3 separate regions of the Zea mays genome follow, and all the other regions are linked to region 2. Evidence: chromatin contacts called from public Hi-C data. All regions are on one chromosome and are shown on one strand. The core of a region is the stretch at or near the end of the contact, and the rest is flanking DNA. Distances in the headings are between cores, read along the strand shown. Region 1 holds the start of LOC100192030. Region 2 holds the start of LOC103629275 (actin-97). Region 3 has its middle 92 kb from the start of LOC103629276.

Evidence for each region. A called contact is a pair of places that touch in the nucleus more often than the background predicts.
Region 1: a contact with region 2 is called in a Hi-C map of bundle sheath, with 5 times the contacts expected there. The contact joins the promoter of LOC100192030 here to the promoter of LOC103629275 in region 2. A contact is called at or near these places in 10 of 25 Hi-C or Micro-C datasets (bundle sheath, ear, leaf and 1 more).
Region 3: a contact with region 2 is called in a Hi-C map of leaf, with 7 times the contacts expected there. The contact joins the enhancer-like site here to the promoter of LOC103629275 in region 2. A contact is called at or near these places in 4 of 25 Hi-C or Micro-C datasets (ear, endosperm, leaf and 1 more).

The regions. Positions count from the first base shown.
Region 1 is chr6:48,944,983-48,948,952 of Zm-B73-REFERENCE-NAM-5.0, reverse strand. It overlaps LOC100192030, which reads right to left and starts at 1,330. Exons shown (of 5, transcript NM_001137453.1): 1 at 1,021-1,330; 2 at 632-694; 3 at 131-503. The coding sequence starts at 1,208.
Region 2 is chr6:49,175,839-49,179,515 of Zm-B73-REFERENCE-NAM-5.0, reverse strand. It overlaps LOC103629275 (actin-97), which reads left to right and starts at 2,123. Exons shown (of 5, transcript XM_008650452.3): 1 at 2,123-2,710; 2 at 3,295-3,364; 3 at 3,447-3,677. The coding sequence starts at 3,305. LOC100285325 reads right to left here and starts at 2,350. Exons shown (of 6, transcript NM_001158218.1): 1 at 2,198-2,350; 2 at 1,668-1,754; 3 at 1,241-1,337; 4 at 417-717; 5 at 271-325. The coding sequence starts at 2,281.
Region 3 is chr6:49,382,975-49,386,986 of Zm-B73-REFERENCE-NAM-5.0, reverse strand. No RefSeq gene overlaps it. Among protein-coding and RNA genes, the nearest start is that of LOC103629276, 92 kb to the right of the region's middle. Within about 2 kb of position 2,371, at least 19 of the 20 cell types and tissues checked have an H3K27ac peak or open chromatin away from gene starts, as enhancers often do. A contact at or near this core is called in ear, endosperm, leaf and 1 more, where this site is marked.

The DNA.
Region 1 (3,970 bases), core at 81-2,580, 230 kb after region 2:
TTGGTCTTTAATTCAGAAGTGATTACGTCTTATATACAGGAACCAAGGGAGTACTAATAAATAGCTAAGGACACATCTGATACTGACAGCAAGGAAAGGAGAGGGGATGGATAGGTAGATAGATAGATACCTGCAGGACGATCCAGAGGGCCCACGTGACGTTGGCGAGGACCATGAGCAGCGTCCCTGTGATCCACCTCGACCTGCTCGGCGGACCACCGGTGGAGGCGGCGTGCTGCCTCGGGGCGGCGAAGGCGCGGTGGTGGTTCACGGGGCTCATGGCCGGACCGGCGTAGAAGGCGAGGACGAGGACTCCGGCGACGCAGAGCGCGACGCCGGCGGCCTTGGCCACGCCGGCGGCCGTCCTCAGGTTCACCGTCTCCATCCTCAGCACCAGCACCAGGCAGAAGGTGAATACGGGCACGGAGTTGGCTAGCGCGGACCCCACCGTCGCGGACGTCAGCTTCAGGGTCAGGTTGTACGTGTTCAAGCTGAATGTGTTCCTGCAAAAAAATTTAATATATTTTTTTCAGGCATGTGAATGCGTGCATGCATGAGCAAAGACATCATCGTCTATCGATCGATTCCAAATTAACACATGCACGCATGAGCCATGTATATGCGTACGTACCCGATCAAGGCGAGCAAGAAGAGCTTGAGAAGCAGCTTCCCAGACATGGACCGCATATTCTTCCTGCATGCATATACGGCCAACAAATAAAGAGCTGTACAATTTCTGTTTTTTTAAATTAATTCGAAAAAGAGAGTCGTACGATACGACGTCGTCGTTAGGGCGTGTGCACCGAGCACCGTACGTAGTATATTAATTTGCCATGCATGCATGTCATCGAAAGTAGGAGTACCTACCTACACACACACGACACACCTGCGCGCGCGCAGTCGTATATTTGCTGCATCTTCATGCATGCATGCATGTGCATGGTTAATTAACTGGGTGCACTTCTTATAAATGCATGCACCGCACCCTTCTTACGACGATATGGATGAAATTATATATACCTTTGGTGGACAATGGCTGTGGGCACGAGGATGAGCGAGGCGGCGGCCATCCTGTAGAAGATGAATACGAAGGTGCTCATGCCGTCGTCGAAGGCTGCCTTGGAGATGACGAACATGCCGGTGCCGATGATCTGGATGGCAAGAGCGATCAGGTAGGGTTTCTTCGCCTCCAAGCACGCCGCCATCATGGCGTTCGTTCGTTGTTGTTTGCTTCCCAGCTGATCGGATTGTTTGCACACACACGTACGTACGTGTAGCTATCTATCTGTGGAGTCGTGAGTGACACATATGTATATATATAGAGAGAGAGATCGAATAACACTAGCTAGCTATAGAGTGTACACATATGCATCATCTATGTTTATTTATATATATGTGCTGCTGTATGTGTAGCTGCTGCAAATATAACATGAGCACGGCCGGCATATGCAGCAATAATCCTGCAGCTGGAGAGTATTTTATGTGAGTGCTTCTCCTCCATGGGTCGCAATTAGCTAAAGACGAGGAAAGCTGGGCGAGAGCGAGCCAGAAATTAAAATAAAGCGCCTCCCTTTCTTTTTTTTTCATATTATTATATATGTCCAAATACACTCGGTGGGTAAAGGAGAAAAGCTAGCTATAAAGCGCCTTCCCCCCTTCTTTTTTACCTTTAGATTATTGATTTGATATTTGGCGATTGTGTAGGCGTGTCACCATTCTGAGGTTTGTTTATCGTAAGAGGACTCAACGCTGAGGTGTAAAAAAAAAGACAACAGAAGCGTGTACAGCCGGCTTACGCATAAAATTAAACCGAGAAACTTGTTTTTGGCTTGCTGCCTAACTTGTTACGTCTATCTATTCTTTTCTATTTAAAATTAGTTTCTCAATTCGCACGATTAAACTTAGACAAAATATATATGATACAGTTAGCCACGAACCAAAATAAACCCGCCAAAGAAGACGAGCCATGTATTAATAGAGAAAGGGAGCTAACAATTACTACATGGATACTATATTATCAGGCTTTGCTTTAGGATCCTAACGCAAGGTACGGATGCATGCTAATTTTCATATCAATGCACACATGCATACACAGCAGCTAATAAATTAAGTACTCCTGCTTTGATGTGTATTTAATTTATTTACATGTTCAGCACACTTCCCCCTTTTTTATGCGAATTTTAATAGACCGTACGTGCTGATAGCCAGCCAGCTTTTGGGTTTTCTTCCGGTTACCAGTATCGATTCTTTTGGAGTGTACCGGCAACAGAAAACAAATCAAAGCGCCGCACGATAACAGTAATGAATTCCATCACACACACAAACACACATGAGTACGTACTGCTCCATCATCCGACAATGCTGCGCGCGCGATTCGATGTCGGTGTTCGATGTAGATGTTCGATGGCGCGTGTGTGGTTTCTAGTGCTGCAAGCTTTTAATCGTCAACCAGAGCAGACGACGGACGATGCAATAACGTACATGAACTAGCTAGGCAAAAACATGCATGCTAGCTGCTGGTCGTCGTCGAAACGTCATTTGTTTTCTCCGTTCTTCACCAGCGATCTAGTTTTCTTCGACCATAGATGGTAAAAGTTCTCTGCATATATATAGTAGCAAAAAAAAAAAATCGTTAGAATAAATCCCATACGCGCCCGACCTTCACGTGATCTATCGAGCTACCTGTCATGCATGATCATATATCTTGGCGCATAAAAGCTAGCTTTGTAAACTTGTGAAACTTAATCCTGCATGCATGCAGCAACATGTGTAAATAAATAAAGTTGCACCATATATATATATATATATATATATATATATATATATATATATATATATATATATATATATATATATATATATATATATATATATATATATATATATATATATATATATATATATATATATATATATATATAATTACTTATATACACTCGTTACACTAGTAGAAAAAGGCTCAAAGCCTGCGATGCGGTATATTTTTACAGACGGATTCGACTATCAACCACTTATGCTATTTTTAGTGGCGGTTTCTTAAGAAAACCGTCACTAGAAATCATATTTCTACAGACGTTTCTTAAGAAAACCGTCACTAGAAATCATATTTCTACAAATCAAAGCGCCGCACGATAACAGTAATGAACTCCATCACACACACAAACACACATGAGTACGTACTGCTCCATCATCCGACAATGCTGCGCGCGCGATTCGATGTCGGTGTTCGATGTAGATGTTCGATGGCGCGTGTGTGGTTTCTAGTGCTGCAAGCTTTTAATCGTCAACCACAGCAGACGATGGACGATGCAAGGTACATGAACTAGCTAGGCAAAAACATGCATGCTAGCTGCTGGTCGTCGTCGTCGAAACCTCATTTGTTTTCTCCATTCTTCACCAGCGATCTAGTTTTCTTCGACATAGATAGTAAAAGTTCTCTGCATATATATAGTAGAAAAAAGAAATTCGTTAGAATAAATCCCATACGCGCCCGACCTTCACGTGGTCTATCGAGCTACCTGTTGATCATATATCTTGGCGCATAAAAGCTACCTTTGTAAACTTGTGAAACTTAATCCTGCATGTATGCATCTAAACACATTAGATCTAGTTTATGATATATACTGATACAAATTATACTACATGGTGTAGGTTTTTATGCAATTCGTTACACTGCGTAAAAATCTGGCATGTTGTTCACTGTTAGACGCATCTCCGGGTTGAAGCGTAATAACCTTAAGTTTTGAGCATAAAATCTCTCAGTTATAAGCGTAAATACGGAGCCAATGTAAGAGGTTCATAGCTCTAGTAGGTTATTATTACGATCCTATTTTTATGGCATATCCGAAAACATGGCAGCCGCATACATGCGGTTATATAGATCCAAAAATTATGGCAAAATGCATGTATTGGTCTAACACGTTCCTTTGCATGCGCGTAAATTTAGGAAACATATGTCTGGCGGTTTCTA
Region 2 (3,677 bases), core at 874-3,373:
GGATATTCAAAATCAGATTTCTGATATGTACTTATATGAGATAGATACCATTATCCAGATAATCTGTATCTGGTTCTAAGACCCGAGATAAAAATATAGAATATAATATGAGATGTAGGAAAAAAATGTAAAATCACTAGTATCTGTCTGTATTCGATCCGGATTTATCCATGCACTGAAGGAATAGATACTGAGCTTCAGCACCAGTCACGAGAATCATTTGAAACAGATGATAAAATGCAAGGATAACACACATACTATGACACCAACCTGTGAAGGCCCTTGATGTTTGTCTGGGTGCCACTTGAGAGCAGATGCACGAAAACTGCAGAATCACCATGTTGAATTAGCAACCTTGTGACATTGAAGCCCTGCAAGTGCAATGTGGTGTTGTAGGAAACGTTCAGATGACTCACGCAGCCTTAATATGATCCAGCTTTAAGGGACCTAAAACTGGCAATCCGAGAGAAATCCTATAGCTTCGCAGATCATCACGGCTCGACCCCTCGTCCTCATCGACGTCACTTTCGTTCCAGAACTTCTCCTTTGATTTGGCAGACTGAGATTCCTCCCTCCATTGAAAACCACTAGGATTACTACCAAGGCCGTCGTCCTCCCCAGGCCAGTACCAGGTGAAAGATTTCTTACCACCATAGGTACCATATGGTGTGTGCGCGCATTCATCGTCATCATCGAAGCTTTTCCAGTAATGCCCGCCTAAGTTAAACATCAATGTGCAGTTCTTGTCATCCAAATATACAACAACAACAAAGCCTTTTCGTCCCAAGTTAGAGTAGACTAGAGTTAAAACCCAACAGAAGGCATAAGACAAAGTTCATGCACGTGAATAACTGTGTTTTCTACGTGCTCGTGCTCCTATTCAAGGCTAATTTTTTAGGTATAATCCATCCAAATAATAATAATTTGAAGGTAACAAGCAGATCGTGAAATGTAACTTATCCATAAAATAATAAAAGGTACATAGCAAAGGTGCTAGGAAAATGATCGTCCAGCAAATAAATAATGGAGCAAAAATCATTAAAAGCCAATGCTCGCAGGGAAATGTTAGTGCGGAACAAATGCACGTGTAAAAGGTTGGCAGAGCCCTCATGTTTGTGTATTTTTAGTATCCTGTCCAGTATTCTAGATGATTGAAAACATATAATTGAGCTGTACACAGAACAACACAAGCATTTAAAATTCAAAAGTCACTCAAGGTAAACGGTTTGAAAGAGCTTACGCTTATTTTTTCCACAGGGATTTTTTCCTGGAGCAGAGCGCTGAGCCTTCGACCCGGTACCACCTTTCTGCTTCCTCATTTGTTTGTTACTGCTTTCCTGTAGAGAGCAACGACGCGTACTTGAAGCAATCCACTTTCACAGCGGGGAATGTATTTCCCCGAACAAATGAAAAAGAACAATGCAGTCACAGGTATGAACTGAGCTGTAGCGGTGAAGGAGGCAAATCTGTTTGTGCCCACGAGCACCAACCGGCATGTGGTACATGTCCAGTTACTTATACCAGGACGACCGCATCGAAACGGGGTCGCTCCAGAAGTTAAGTGCATTAGTGGAATTGCTTAGAGACAAACAAGCTCACATGTCTGCAGGCAGAGAGAATTCACGAGTAGGAAGGGGAGAAAGAAAAAAGATCGCCAAGACAAATACCTGACATGTGCCGCCATTGAGCAGAAGGTTCTTAAGGGCGCTCTTCGCATCCCCTCGCTTTTCACGGACGGTGAAGCGGAATCGAGGCTGCCCAAAACCACTGTTAGGTTCGAAATGATTCCAGAAACGCTCTGATGCCACAGTGCATACATGGCGAGTGGTTAAGGAGCGATGAGTGATATATGCACTGGGCTGGGTCTTGTAATAAGTCATTACAAAATATATCTGAACAACTAACAGCTCTCCGACTAGTGAGAGCGTGCAACATTACACTTGCACACGCACATTTTTGTTTGGAAGGAAAGGAAATGCAAGCTAAATCCATTGTCTACTGGTACTGAAATTCCACTGAAGGTGTGCTGACACGGAATTATTTGTTTTTTTGGTGGCGCTGGCGCCTGCCGTTGGCTAATGTTTCCTAGGCTAATCTCGCATCACATCGCATCTAGTACGCTGGAAGGAAGAGCCACAGATATGCATGGTTGGAGAGAGCGGGGAAGTTTAATTTGGAGGGGGTACAGTGGATTTACAGTGGATTTGGAGAGCGCTGCGGAGGAGGAGTGGAAGGCCTGTGCCGCCCACGCGGCCGCCGCGCCCCTCCGTGCGGCTAGCATCCCCTCCCCTCTCGGCTGCTTGCTGCGGCGGCGCGTCGGCCCACGGGTGAAGAGGGGAGAGGCGAGAGTGAGGAGACGACGACACACCTGTCTCTGTAATGCAGATCGGGTTGACGGATCCAACGGCTGGAGGAAAGTGTTTATAGAAAAGCCCCTCACTGTCCATTATTTTGTGAAGAAGCCAAACCCGTCGAATTGCAAGCCAGCACAGAACAGATCCCTTCTCAATCGCATCTGGGTCTGGCAGTCTTCTCGCGGTTGCAGGCCACAAACAACTGCTCCTCCTGCATTCCCCCTTTCCCCTTCCGTCCGCTGCATTCCTGCTCTCTTGCTCTCCTCGCTCTCAGACCACAGTTGCCGCCGCCGCCGCCCTAAGCCAGGGTGCTGAGGCTTTCGTTGGCCTCTTCGCCGGCAGCGAGCACCCACCAGGTACTCCCACCTCTTCTCTTCCCTTCCCTTCATGCTGTGCGAAGCTGCGAACCGTCGCTCCTCTGCGGGGCGACACGGGCGGAACCCGCGCCGCCGCTGCAAGAGTTCGCTCGCTGCCGCCTGAGCACGCGGCCGGAGGCCCGCGCCGGTGCGAGGGTGGCGGCAGCGAGGCCTTTGTACTCTCCTCGCGAGTTCCCTCCCCAAGCGTGCTTGCCTCCTCCTGCCTGCGCCAGCTAGGGCTGGGCTCGATCTGGTGCGCTATGGCCGGATCCGTGGCGTGGCGTGGGTGGAGATCCACTTGCAGGGGCACGGATCCGCATTCCATGAGTCCGGATCTGCAACAGCGGTGGCATCAGCGCGGCGGGGGGTGCGATTTTTTTTCAGATGCATATAAGTCCCTTTACTGGATCCGCCCCGCCCCTGAATGCGATGTTGCAAATTTCAGATTCAATATAACGTCAGAAACCGTTGTCTTCCAGTTAGCATGCGTCTCAAATCCAGTGCTCCTTTTCAATCACATATTGAACTAAAACACTTTCATCATTGACTCATTTGATTCTATCCATATGCGCCACCTGCAGCAGTTCTGTAGAAATGGCTGATGGTGAGGACATCCAGCCTCTTGTCTGCGACAATGGCACCGGAATGGTCAAGGTCAGTGCTTTTCCCCTTAATTTGTACAGCCATAGTCTCCCCCACCCAAATATGCCACTAATTTTGTGTATCTATCTTCTAGGCTGGTTTTGCCGGCGATGATGCACCAAGGGCTGTATTCCCTAGCATCGTTGGGCGTCCTCGTCACACCGGTGTCATGGTAGGGATGGGGCAGAAGGATGCATATGTTGGTGATGAGGCACAGTCCAAGAGAGGTATTCTCACGCTCAAGTACCCGATTGAGCACGGTATTGTAAGCAACTGGGATGACATGGAGAAAATCTGGCATCACACTTTCTACAATGAGCTCCGT
Region 3 (4,012 bases), core at 1,122-3,621, 210 kb before region 2:
CCTCGAGTGTGTTCTCCCCGAGCTTGCGGACTTGTCGCCGCCGGTCCCGATCTCCCTCATGGCGGATGCTCCCGACATCACTTCGAGCGGTTAGGCTCTAATGAAGTATCGGGCTTTGATACCAATTGAAAGTCGCCTAGAGGGGGTGAATAGGCAAATCTGAAATTTATAAAGTTCAAACACAACTACAAGCTGGGGTTAGCGTTAGAAATATAATCGAGTCTGAAAGGGAGGGCGAAAACAAATCAACAAAGAAATAAAGCGGATGAACACGGTGATTTGTTTTACCGAGGTTCGGTTCTTGCAAACCTACTCCCCATTGTGGTGGTCACAAAGATCGAGTCTCTTTCAACTCTTTCCCTCTCTCAAACGGTCACTTAGACCGAGTGAGCCTTTCTCTTCAATCAAATGGGACACTTAGTCCACTACAAGGACCACCACAACTTGGTGTCTCTTGTTTTCATTACAAGTGAGTTGGAAACAAGAATAGAGGAAGAAGAAAAGCAATCCAAGCACAAGAGCTGAAAAGAACACAAAAGTCTCTCTCTCTAGTCACTAATTTGATTGGAGTGATTCCGGTCTTGGGAGAGGATTTGATCTCTTTGTTTGTGTCTTGGAATGAAGACTATAGCTCTTGTATGAGGTTTGATGGCTGAAAACTTGGATGCATTGAAGTGTGGTGGTTGGGGGGTATTTATAGCCCCAACCACTAAAATGACCGTTGGTGAGGGTTGTTGTCGTATGGCGCACCAGACACTGTCCGGTGCGCCAGCCACGTCACCCGACCGTTAGGGTTCGACTGTTGGAGCTTCTGACATGAGGGCCACCGGACAGTCCGGTGGTGCACCGGACAGGTCCTGTTCACTGTCCGGTGCGCCTTCTGACGCCTGCTCTGACTTCTGCGCGCAGTTGCACTGTTCACTGTTCACTGTAGCTTTGCGGACGATCGTTGGCGCTTGGAGCCGTTGCTCCGCTTGGCACACCGGACAGTCCGGTGCTACACCGGACAGTCCGGTGAATTATAGTGGAGCGGCCTCCCCGAATTCCCGAAGGTGGTAAGTTTGGAGTGGAACTCCCTGGTGCACCGGACAGTCCGGTGCACCAGACCAGGGCTGCATTTGGGTTGTCTTTTGCTCTTTTTATTTGAACCCTTTCTTGGACTTTTTATTGGTTTGTGTTGAACCTTTGGCACCTGTAGAACTTATAATCTAGAGCAAACTAGTTAGTACAATTATTTGTGTTGGGCAATTCAACCACCAAAATCAATTAGGAAAAGGTGTAAGCCTATTTCCCTTTCAAAGAGAGACAGTGAGCCATCGATTCTGATCAGAATTTGGAACTATATGAGTTGGTGTCTTGGAGTATGAGGACGGTCCCCAGCGGACCCCACGCTTGGATCCTATGGAAGGAACTAGGACCTCACTCGAATTACCCATTTGTAGCCCACCAAACGCCATTGCTAGCCCATCGAGGAAAGCGTGGTATGGCGCACATGCCCTCATCTACGCGAAGGGGATGTGCGGGGGAGTGTAAACTAAAAATACGAGATGTCCCCGAGATGGAACTCTACATCGAGTAGAGACTCAAGGGCTCACCATGCACAAGTGTGGTGGACAGGTGAAAGCTGCACAAAAAGCGCCCCCTCAAAGAAACCCGGGACAAGCTAGGATTTGGTGGACCCGAAACCCACACACATGTGAGACTTTCAATCCTTTCATGATTTCCCTTTATAAACTTTATAAATAAAACACTCTTTAAAAGCATTTGGAATTGAATAATTCATGCTAAAGGTTATGTATACGAAACTAAATAAGTAGTAAAATGTTGAATCTATGGATAAACTTTTTTACTTTAACTACCGTTGCAAAGCGGTCTTTTCTTAAAAGTGTGTTTTGCATAGGTGAGACATTTGCATAAATAAATGAATAGCGTAATTAATATAATTATATATGTCGCTTCATGCTGGAGATTGATTGTTGCATTTCAAATCAAATTGGAATTTTGAAACGTAAAACACAGTTTTGAATTTGACTATTAAACTGGAAATCAGAAAATTGAAATACAAATAAGGAATAGAAAAAAGGGCAATCCTTACCTCCTGGGCCAAAACCTCACAAATCGGCCTAGAAATCACCTTGTGCCGGCCCAACTATCCCCTCCTAGCCCAGTCGTTGGCGTCGACAACTGGACCCCAATAGACTGACTCGCTGCCTCATGGAGTCACTGCGTGTGGGGCCCGACCGCCAGATGTTTCCTCGGCATCACGCGCATGGGCGCGGACTCGTCCCGATGCCGCTATCACGTGGGACCGCACCCCAGCACGCGCTGCGCACAACTTGAACCGCTAACACCTCCTGGTCCTGGACCACTCGTCCGTCGAGCGTCGTACCATGCATGTTGGTCCTCTGGCTGTCCGGTGGGCCACGAGGTCAGTGCTATCCCCTTCCCTTGCAACCAATTCCCCGCGGGATCACTGGGTGGTTGAAGCTACCTCTGCCATTCCCACAGCCGAGTTGGCCGATTCGCCTCACCCTCGAAGCATAAAAGTGGTGCACCATGCGCCGCATCAAGGGAAGCCAAGCACCATCATTGGGTGACAGTAGAGAGGAATGGGGGTGGATGTCGCCGCCATCATATCTCGATTGTGTAGGTATTCTACTCCCACAGAGCAGATCGATGAGGGGATTCGCGGGTACACATAGGACGCATTCGTGGCCATCTTGGGCGGGGAAATCCACCGGTGGCCCGCTAATTGCTTGACGGAGCAGGGGCGCCACCGCTGTAGGTCTGCGCCTGTGTCATCGCTCAGGCGCTTCGCTAGTCGGTGCCCAACGTATGTAAGACCTAGTGGAGCGATGTGATGGACTAGGAGGTGCGGAATTCCTCGCAGTCGTTGGAGCTCCGCTGCAAAACCGCACGTCGTCGTGGCCAGCCATGCCACTTTAAACACTAAAATATGTTTTAGGAGATCAGGAAGCTCTTTTGTGCTACTTATGGAATGATAGAGGAATTGATACTAGTACATGATTTATTAAGAAACATATATTTTTCAAATTAATATACAAATAACAAAGTAATAATGGGAGTTAATGACTCAGATTTAAAATTGACTTATAAAATTTTGAATTATAATAGTAGGGAGTTCTTCTATTTAATTAGGGCATGTACAGTGGTGTTTAATGTGGAGGCTCTTAAGGTGTTTTAAGGGGATATTTGCAAAAAAAATCTTAGAGCCGTCTCTCCGTGAAGAGACGCCTCTGGCTCGTAAACAAGTAGCAACAGACGCATCACTTCCCACTGTACGAATTTGTCGTCTGTTCTATCGATCTGATGCTGTACAAATGCATTTAATTCTGTATTTATTAACAGACTACATTTATAGACACTACATTATATAATAGAGTCTCTTAGGTGTCTCTTGTGCTTGGACAACCATTTTGATGTCTCTTCACTGTACATGCCCTTACTATGAATGCTTCTTTCACTAATATTACATGTGGGACAATTTTCCCCTCCTCAGCAGACACTATGTGCGGGCCCTAGGTGTCAGCCTCCCACTCGCGCTTCGCATTATCAAGCACCAGCTCATTGGCATGTGGGCGGTGGGCCATGGCCACTGTTTATCTTCTCACCCGGGCTACCGCCGCGGTCGGTTGGTTGAAACCGCCCAACGATATGTGTGGGCCAACTGGCTGACCCGAGCTTCGTGACCATGGGAAGGGTCCCCAGACCCCGTGCTTATGCTCTCACCTGAATCCACCCCACCGTGAATGCTTGTCGCGAGCATAGAAGAGAGGGAAGGGCGGCCGCCGTGGAGATTCACCACCGTCGTTGTCGCTCCCTCTACGAATAAGCCAGGAAGACTGCCAAGTCCCGTGGTACCTGTGCGAGGTATCTGCGAGCATTGGGGACCTCGGAGCTCTGTGTAATTCCTCGCCGGAGGATGCCACCGCCTTAGGATCTGCGCCACGCCGTGGCCAAGCGCCTCCGCAAGCCCAGGTACTGATAACGC